2 separate regions of the Ovis canadensis genome follow, and region 2 is linked to region 1. A link is a contact called in public Hi-C data. All regions are on one chromosome and are shown on one strand. Each heading gives the region's core, a stretch centred on a gene start, on an enhancer-like site or on the middle of the called end of the contact. The rest is flanking DNA. Distances are from core to core; before and after follow the strand shown.

Region 1 (4,163 bases), core at 1,018-3,517:
TACTACCACCTAAAAGCATACAAAAATACACCCCTTAAAAACTTTCCATGACTTAAGTTTCAAGTAACATATTTAGGAACAATTTTCCATTTTCTTCCAGTTTTCTTCCCCCTCAACATAGTGAAAATGTCTTTATAGCATAAGTACACTTGAGTAAGCAGAGATCCAAATCCTACCCTGCCAAAATCTTAAGAGGTACTCAAATTCTCAAGCATAAAGGTCACCAGCTCAACGAAAAATGTACTGATTATTAAAATACTTGCAAGCACCGAACAAGAAAAAACTATAGCGGAAAAAAAATGCAGTTACAATAAGAATTGCTAATCTTTAAAAAATTCTTCATATTGCATAAACAAAATACAAAGTAAACTCAGATTACCTTTCATAATAGTAAAACAAAAGAAATAAAAAAGACAATTTCATTTCTTCTGCCAGTTCGTTAAAACAACAAAAACAAAAGTCCCACAAACTTTATTGCAGCTCTTAGCAAACAGCAAAAAAGTCAAATGATTAGGCCAACTGCCAAAGAAACAGGGAAGAGAAAGCAATAACGTGGAAAAAGACTTGATTACATATCAAAATTTTAATACCAATAAAACACAAAACCCACATTTAAGAATGTACTTCAACATCCTGCTGAGGTAAGTAGTCATATGCACGAATCAACTTCTGTTTTATAATGAAAAAACGCATCTACTAAACATGCTTTTTCCAATATTCAGTGAATTTCCCAAATTGGGAAAACTGAAGAACGGCATCTACTAGCCAAAGCACTATATTAAAAACTTTTTGGTCAGTTCTGCCTGAATATCTTAGTTCACTAGCAGTGACAAAAACATTAAAATGTAAACCAAAATGACTGAAAAACGCTCAACTCGTAGACACTGTGTATATAACAGGGTACAGAAATACTTTGAGAATATTTTTAAATTCCATATTCGTATCTGAATGTTTTATTCAACTACTCTTAAATCAGGCGCTTACTTTCAGAACAATTTTTCAAAATGGGGGGACAGAGCAAGACGGCCAGACCTCTCTAAAAAATGTTTTTAATGGTTCAAAATTCCTAGTAGCTAAGGAGGAGCGACTGATGGAGCCAAGTTGAGACCTCCCGGCCCTCTCATCAGACGGGGAAACTGGTTTAAAAATCGAAGGTGGGAGAAGAGTTTGGAATTCAGAGCATGGGGTAACGCGGATGCTCTGAAACGCCGGCTCTTCCCTAGTCGCGCACTCCGAGAGGTCACCGCGCAGTAAAGTTTGGTTTCACAAACGGGCTTGGACGCTATTGACAAAAGCAAAGTCTCCCAAGTCGAGAGAGAGCCGGAGTCGGGGAGCTCCCGGAAGCCCAGCAGGACACAGTGCCCCGCAGGGACGGGGTTGGACGTGTGGCGACCCTGCCGCCGAGAACCCTAGGCTCAACCCACTCCCCCAGGACCCCGGGCGGGGACGGGAGCCGCCGGCGGAGGCGGCGGGTAGGCCACAAGGAGGAAATGGGACGGGGTACCGACAGCGAGGCGGCGGCGGCCGACACGGGGCCGCCCTCGCGGGGGTGGCGAGAGGAACGCGGGGCCTCCCCGCCTCAGCCTCCCCCGCCTCGAGAGGCGGCTCCAACTTTCCTCCGAGCGCAGAACGCCGCCTGGGCCGCGCGGGATTCCGAAACTTTGTCCGCCCTCCCATCGCCCCGGGCCCCCTCTCCCCCACTCCGCCGGCCCGTCCACCCCACCCCGCAGCGACAGCTGTCTGCGCCCGTCCACCCCCGGGGTCGGCCCGTGTTTACCTCAGGCCGAGGTCGAGGCGCAGGCTCCGGCGGCGGCGGCAGCCCCACTGCAGGTCCCCAGGTTCCCGTCACGCCGCCGCCAAGTTCCCCAACATGGACTCCGTCCGCTTTGAGGTATTCCGGGGGCCGCTGAGGCCGGCTCTGCTGGCTGGCGCGGGAGGTGGCGGCGGTGGAGCAGGGAGCGGACCCGGGCTGCGCTGCTCCGCGCGGCTTGCGCCACCGCTGCTCCCCCTCCCCCCGCCCCGTCTGGCCTCCTCCCGCTCCGCTCCGCGCGTCCCCTTCCCCCTCCCCCTCTTCTCCCCTCGGCTAAGCCGCGCCGCCACAGGTCGGCGCGCTACGGTGACGCCGGCGGCGGCGGCGGCGGCGGCGGACCCTTCGCTGTTTCCCTACCCGCTCGCACTGGCCCTGCGTGCACGACTGCAGCGCTCAACCAGACCTCAGGGGGGCGCTGGCAATCCACCGTTTGCGACGGAAGAACGTGACGGGCGGAGTCAAGTCACGCGGCCTGCGAGCAGGAGGGAGGGCCCCAGCTCGTGGCGCGGGCTTCTGGGAAACGTCCTTAACGCCCGGCTCTCCTCCCACGCCGCGGGTTCTGCGCCTGCGCGGCGCGCTGGAGTCAGCCTTGCGTTGCCGGCTGTACACCCCAAGCTGCAGAAGACAGTTAAGAAGGCTCTCGGGGAACAGGACATGAGGGGCTTTGTGCGGCCTTTACTATCCTATCTGCTATTGAAAACAGTGTTTTGTTGTTTGGCGGTGGATTAAGTTTTCTTCCTGCAGCGTTACCCGCCTGAACTACATCCTGCAGGGAGGCTAAAGTGGCCCCAACTTATATGCTCACCTCTTTCTTCCTGCCCAGTGGGCATTTTTAAAACGCTTTGAAGAGGTATCCTACATGACTCATCAAGCCTAGGCATGTCCCCGTATCTAAATTCCCACAACAAAAAATTAAATGTGATCCTGATCCACTTGGTGGTTCAGTTCAGTAGCTTAGATTTGTCCGACTCTTTGTGACCCCATAGACTGCAGCATACCAGGCTTCCCTGTCCATCACAGCTCCCGGAGCTTGTTCAAATTCACGTCCATCCTGTTGGTGATGCCATCCAACCATCTCATCCTCTGTCTTCCCCTTCTTTTCCTGCCTTCAGTCTTTCCCAGCATGAGGGTCTTTTCCAGTGAGTCAGTTCTTCGCATCAGGTTGCCAAAGTATTGGAGTTTCAGCTTCAGCATCAGTCCTTCCAATGAATATTTGGGACTGATTTCTTTTAGGATGGACTGGTTGGATCTCCTTGCAGTCCATGGGACTCTCAAGAGTCTTCTCCAACACCGCAGTTCAAAAACATCAATTCTTTGGAGCTCAGCTTTCTTTATAGCCGAACTCTCACATCCATACGTGACTACCGGAAAAACCATAGCTTTGACTAGCCAGACCTTTGTCCGCAAGTAATGTCTCTCCTAACCACCAAGGTAATTTGGTGGTGGTTAGATAGAGACAGGTGATGATTCATTCAAGAATACGTCGGAGACTGCTATATGGAACTTGTGTACCATTATCGATTTTTTTGGTCTTCCCTGCTGGCTCAGACGGTAAAGCGTCTGCCTACAATGCGGGAGACTCCAGTACTCTTACCTGGATAATCCCATGGACGGAGGAGCCTGGTAGACTACAGTCCATGGGGTCCCAGAATCGGACATGACTGAGCGACTTCACTTCATTGATTCTTTCTCCGTAGGGTCATCAAATCTCTTATTTTATCTCGGATATACCTTTCACACTGCTTTTTAAGGTCACCGACCGTTTAACCACATAGTTTATCTTCAGGATAAATCTTCACACTTCTGACTACTCTTCCTGCTCTGGGTGTCCTTCCCCTCTCTTCTATCCGAAGGTCTTTGCACACACACACCCCCCCCCCCCCCCCGCACCCCCGCAAAGCTCTGTCCCTGGGCCTCTAACTTGGCTCACTCAGGTCTCAATCACATCCCGTCTTAGCTGTCACACGTTTTGGGGTCGTCTGCCTCCTTCCTTACTTTCTATGGGCTTTGCACTCCCCTGGTCACGCTGAGGGCTTCCCAGGTGGCTTCCCAAGTGGCGCAGTGGTAAAGAATCCACCTGCCAATGCGGGAGACCAAGGAACGACAACTGGTTGGATCTCTGAGTGGGGAAGATCCCCCGGAGGAGGGTATAGCAACCACTCCGGTATTCTTGCCTGGACAATCCCATGGACAGAGAAGCCTGGTGAACTATAGTCCAAGGGGTCCTGAAGAGTCTGACGCCTGCACTCCTGGATAGCAGCCTTGCAAAGCCATGCCTGGGATGACTTTCCTTCCAGCTTTTCCAGACCCCTCCCTCATTGGGTACCCTTCTGCTGCACTTGCCAGACTAGGC
Region 2 (4,163 bases), core at 928-3,427, 300 kb before region 1:
GGGGTGGGGGCATTAAAACGTTAGGATCACACTCCAGGTGTTTAGCCTTTGCTATCTGTACTGCAAAGCAAAACACACTGTTGTATACACACAAACACACACAAACAGCAAGCAGTCAGTGGCTTAGAAGTGGCCACCTCCCCGTTAAAAACAAAACCAGAAAATGTCACCCCTCCATCCTGCCCTTCAAATTCGAAATAAGACAGCCAGGTTCGCCCACTGCAGTGGGATACTAGAAAAAACGTTCTAACGTTTAACCTAAAACACGGTTAAAACATACAACCCTAGGTCCAGACGACTTAAATTTCAGTGTACGTGCCTTCATTCCCACTCCTGCCCCGGTAGCATCATTCAGGGCCCGGGTCCCGACGGCGACCACCCGGCGCGCCGAGGCTGCCGGCATCCGCGAGGACCGCCGACTCCGGGCAACCCGGCTCCCGGCCGCCTGACGGAGCAGGAGCGTCCGCGGCTCCCGGAGCTCACGACTCTGGCAAGGGATCCCGGTGGGGCTGCGGACTCTGGCATTTAAAAACTACTGAAAAGTCTCGCTGTTGAAGTGACTCGGCGGAGGCCGCTGCCACTTGGTGTCGCCGGGTCCCGGTCCTTTCTGAGCCGTCCCGGGGCCCCAGGCGACCCTCCGCGAGACCGCGGTCAGCTCCCGGGAGCGGGGAAGAGCAACCAAAGCCAAAAGACGCCGCGGCAAGTTCCCGGAGCAGTCAGCTGCAGCTTTCCCTTCTCTCTTCAGTTACAAGTACCCCGGCAGCTTCGGGCGCTTCCTTAGAGAAAATGAAAAAAGTGAAAAAGCGTGGAGGTGCTAGAAGTCGCTGACATTTTCCGTCGAAGCAGATCCTCTCGGCTCCATCCCTTAAGCAGGATTTCCAAACTCAGATGTATCCTTAGCGGAGGTATTCCATGTTGACAGATCTCTCGCCTCCCACAAAATGGGGCCGAGGAGGCGGCCGCTGTCTCCTCTATGGGCGCCGCCATTTTGTGAGGCGGCGGCGCGGCGGCAGGAGCCCCGGGTGTGTGTAATGGTTGAATAGAATGACCCCCTCTAGGGAATCCCCGGCGCTGACAGTTACGTAAGGGGCTGTGCGCAAGTGCGGCGTTTAGGGAATCCGCACAGCTCGGGACTCGCAGCTCTGCGGCCCATATCTCCACCACCCCTAAGAGGACTGGTGGGGGAAGGGACGGATGACCTGGTCTCCCTTCTGCCCCGCCCCCCCTCGCCTCCAGCCTGGGCTTCGCTGCTCCACTCCCCCGGCCTCGTCTCCGCCCCTCACTGGCTTCCGAGACACTTACTGGCCCTTGGGTGTCAGGAACTGCCTAGCCATAGCCTTATTCCAACCCCGTTTAAGAGGCAAACTTTACTTGAGAAATAATCCGTTTCCTAGAGTGAGCACCGGAAGCGTGGCTGGACTATATTACATAATTCTTTTCACTACCAAATAAATGTTCTCATTGGAATCACTACCTGAAATAACCCATCCAACCCTTTACTAGAATGTGACCTTGGGTGTCGGTGACTTTGCCTATAGTGGCCATCGCGGAAATGGGAATAATAATATGCTTCACAATTCTTGAAGCTTAATTAACATTTGCAGCAAACGGCTGACCCCAACACCCCTTGTAGATATAAACTTGTGGTAGTATTTGTTGAGATGTTACGTCTCCCATTTGAACAGCCTCTTATTTTGAGCTTCAAAAATATTTTAAACCGGGATCGTATTAAGACATTTGAGAAAAAGCAAAAACATAAGATTTTATTCAATATGTTTTAAGCAAACTATAACATACCTTAATATAAAAATATAAACGTTAATTATTATCGTCCAAGTTCAAAAGATTGCTTCCCAATCAGTTTAATTACTGTTTGCATAACTGCACAGAATAATCTAGTTTGAGAAATGAAACCAACAAAAGTCAAGATGAATTAAGAGCATGATTCCATTTCCACAGAACTAGGACAGACAGTTCACATTGTATTTAATTTACAGTTTGCTAAAGTTAGTTTGTGTGTAAGTCATGGAAAATGTGCTAACCAGGCCCCCCCTGACTATCGCCACAAAGCTCAGAAAAGCCGATTCTTTTAGACCTTATAAAAAAAAAGGTGACAGGTTGACTTTATTCCTATCAGTGAATGAAGCTAGCGTGAGGAGCTTCCCCTCTGGGCTTCCTTTCCCTCCCGAGCTCTACACCAGTTCTGTCGGACGGGCGGGGACTCCAAGGCGGCCCTTCCAACTGCCGGGCCGGGGACGCGAACATCGCCTCCACCCCTAACCCTGGAACAACCGGTAGTGGCCGTTTCCCCGCGCCTCCCCCCTTTCCGCCGGCTTTGTGTGCGTGTGAAATGTGCGGCACATTGCAGATGAACCCTAAGCCCGGCGAGCCGAGTCTATTGTTCCCCGCGAGGAGCTGCCGGGGCGGTGTGGAGTCAGGCGCAGTGCCGCGGCCGGCCCTCGGGGGTCGCTGTGCGGCTCTGGCTGCCCGGCCGTGGCGGCGACGCTGGAGGCGGCAGAGAGGGAGGCTGGCGGGGAGGGAAGCGGGCGGGCGGCGCGCAGCGGCTCGGCTGCCGCCGGTGCCTTCTGCCCGGGGACGCCCCGGCCGCGAGGCCGCGCGTGAATGTGTGCGAGGGCCCCGCGGAGCTGCGGCCGGAATACACGCTGTCACCCCGCTTTCCACAAACCACCACACAGACCTCCCCCTCCCCACCCCCAGCCCCGCCTGCCCCAGCCCCGCCGCCGCCGCCGCCGCCGCGGCCGCCGAAACTCCCGGGCCTCCGGCCACCCCGGCCCCTCACCGTCGGCTCGCCTTTCCCCTCGCCCGCTCGCGCGCCCCCGGCAGCAGCACCATGTTGAATCGCGTCCCCGGGCCGAGCCGCCTGAGCCGGCGGCGCTGAGAGGCGGGCGAGAGCCGGGCCGCGGGAGGGAGGGAAGGAAGGGGTGGGGGCCGCGCTCGCCCCGCGGCTTCGCGCGGATCCGGCAGTCGCCTGCCCCTCTAGTTTCGCTCCGATTTCTTTAAACTTTTTTAGAAATTCCCCTCCCTCCTTCCCTCCTCTCCCCCTGGCCTCCTGCTCCCTCCTTCCCCTCCTCCTCCTCCTCCTCCCCCTCCCTCCCTCCCTCCCTGCGCCGCCGCCGCCGCCGCCGCCGCCGCCGCCGCCGCCACCGCCGGCCCATGACTGAGCCCCGCCGCCGCCGGCCGAGGAATGGGCTCCGGGCTCTGGTAGGAAGCGCTGGGAGCGGGGGGCGCTTTTAAAACACCGATCTGGGTTTTTTTAAAACCTCCTTTGAAAAAATAATGGCAAACTCGACGGGGAAGGCGCCTCCGGACGAGCGGAGAAAGGGACTCGCTTTCCTGGACGAGCTGCGGCAGTTCCACCACAGCAGAGGGTGAGAGCAGAACCGGGGGGGCAGCGCCGGGGCGAGCCGGGGCGAACGGGGCTCTCCCGCTCGGGCCGCCGCGGGGTCCCGGCTGACAAGTGCGGGGCTTTCTCTCTCCCGCAGGTCGCCTTTTAAAAAAATCCCTGCGGTGGGTGGGAAGGAGCTGGATCTTCACGGTCTCTACACCAGAGTCACTACTTTAGGCGGATTCGCGAAGGTGAGTGGAAGTTTTAATTTGTATTTCCCTCTCGCTGGCCTCCTCCAAAAAGTCTCCTTTGACCCCGGAGTGGGCGCTCGGGGCCGGGGGGGTGGCCTGCGGGGGCCAGAGGCGTTCTTTTCGCTCCCAGCCGGTGGCACGGAGGCGGACGGCGGCGGGGCTGTTTTTGGCCTGGTGGCTCGCGTGCGCGCGGCGGGCGCGGGGCTCGGCGGGCGGGCGGCCCGGCGCCGGCTCGCGCCCTGCCCGGTGCCCGGCCGGCCCGGCGGGGTCTGAGCGCCGCGGCGGGGAGTGCGGGCGTGCGGGGCGCCCGCCCGAGCCCCGCGCCCGCCCCGCGCCCGCCCGCCCGCTCGCTCGCGAGTCAGCTCTGCCGCCGCTGCCGCTCTAGCACAGGCGGAGACACAGAGACACACAGACTCTGAGAGCAGTTTTCGTGCAACTCAAAATTAGCGCGGGCAGGTTTAACATCGATAATCGGCTGCGAAATGATCCCGGCAGCCGGGGGCACAGCCTCGGCCCCGTCGCCCTCGGTTTATACAGCTAACAAAAGAAACCAGGACCTGTCTCCA

The links. A called contact is a pair of places that touch in the nucleus more often than the background predicts.
Region 2: a contact with region 1 is called in a Hi-C map of fibroblasts, with 5 times the contacts expected there. The contact joins the promoter of ARID2 here to the promoter of SCAF11 in region 1. A contact is called at or near these places in 2 of 2 Hi-C or Micro-C datasets (fibroblasts and lung).

The regions. Positions count from the first base shown.
Region 1 is chr3:146,173,429-146,177,591 of ARS-UI_OviCan_v2, reverse strand. It overlaps SCAF11 (SR-related CTD associated factor 11), which reads right to left and starts at 2,267. Exons shown (of 16, transcript XM_069584504.1): 1 at 1,778-2,267.
Region 2 is chr3:146,475,771-146,479,933 of ARS-UI_OviCan_v2, reverse strand. It overlaps ARID2 (AT-rich interaction domain 2), which reads left to right and starts at 2,177. Exons shown (of 21, transcript XM_069584502.1): 1 at 2,177-3,389; 2 at 3,504-3,597. The coding sequence starts at 3,298.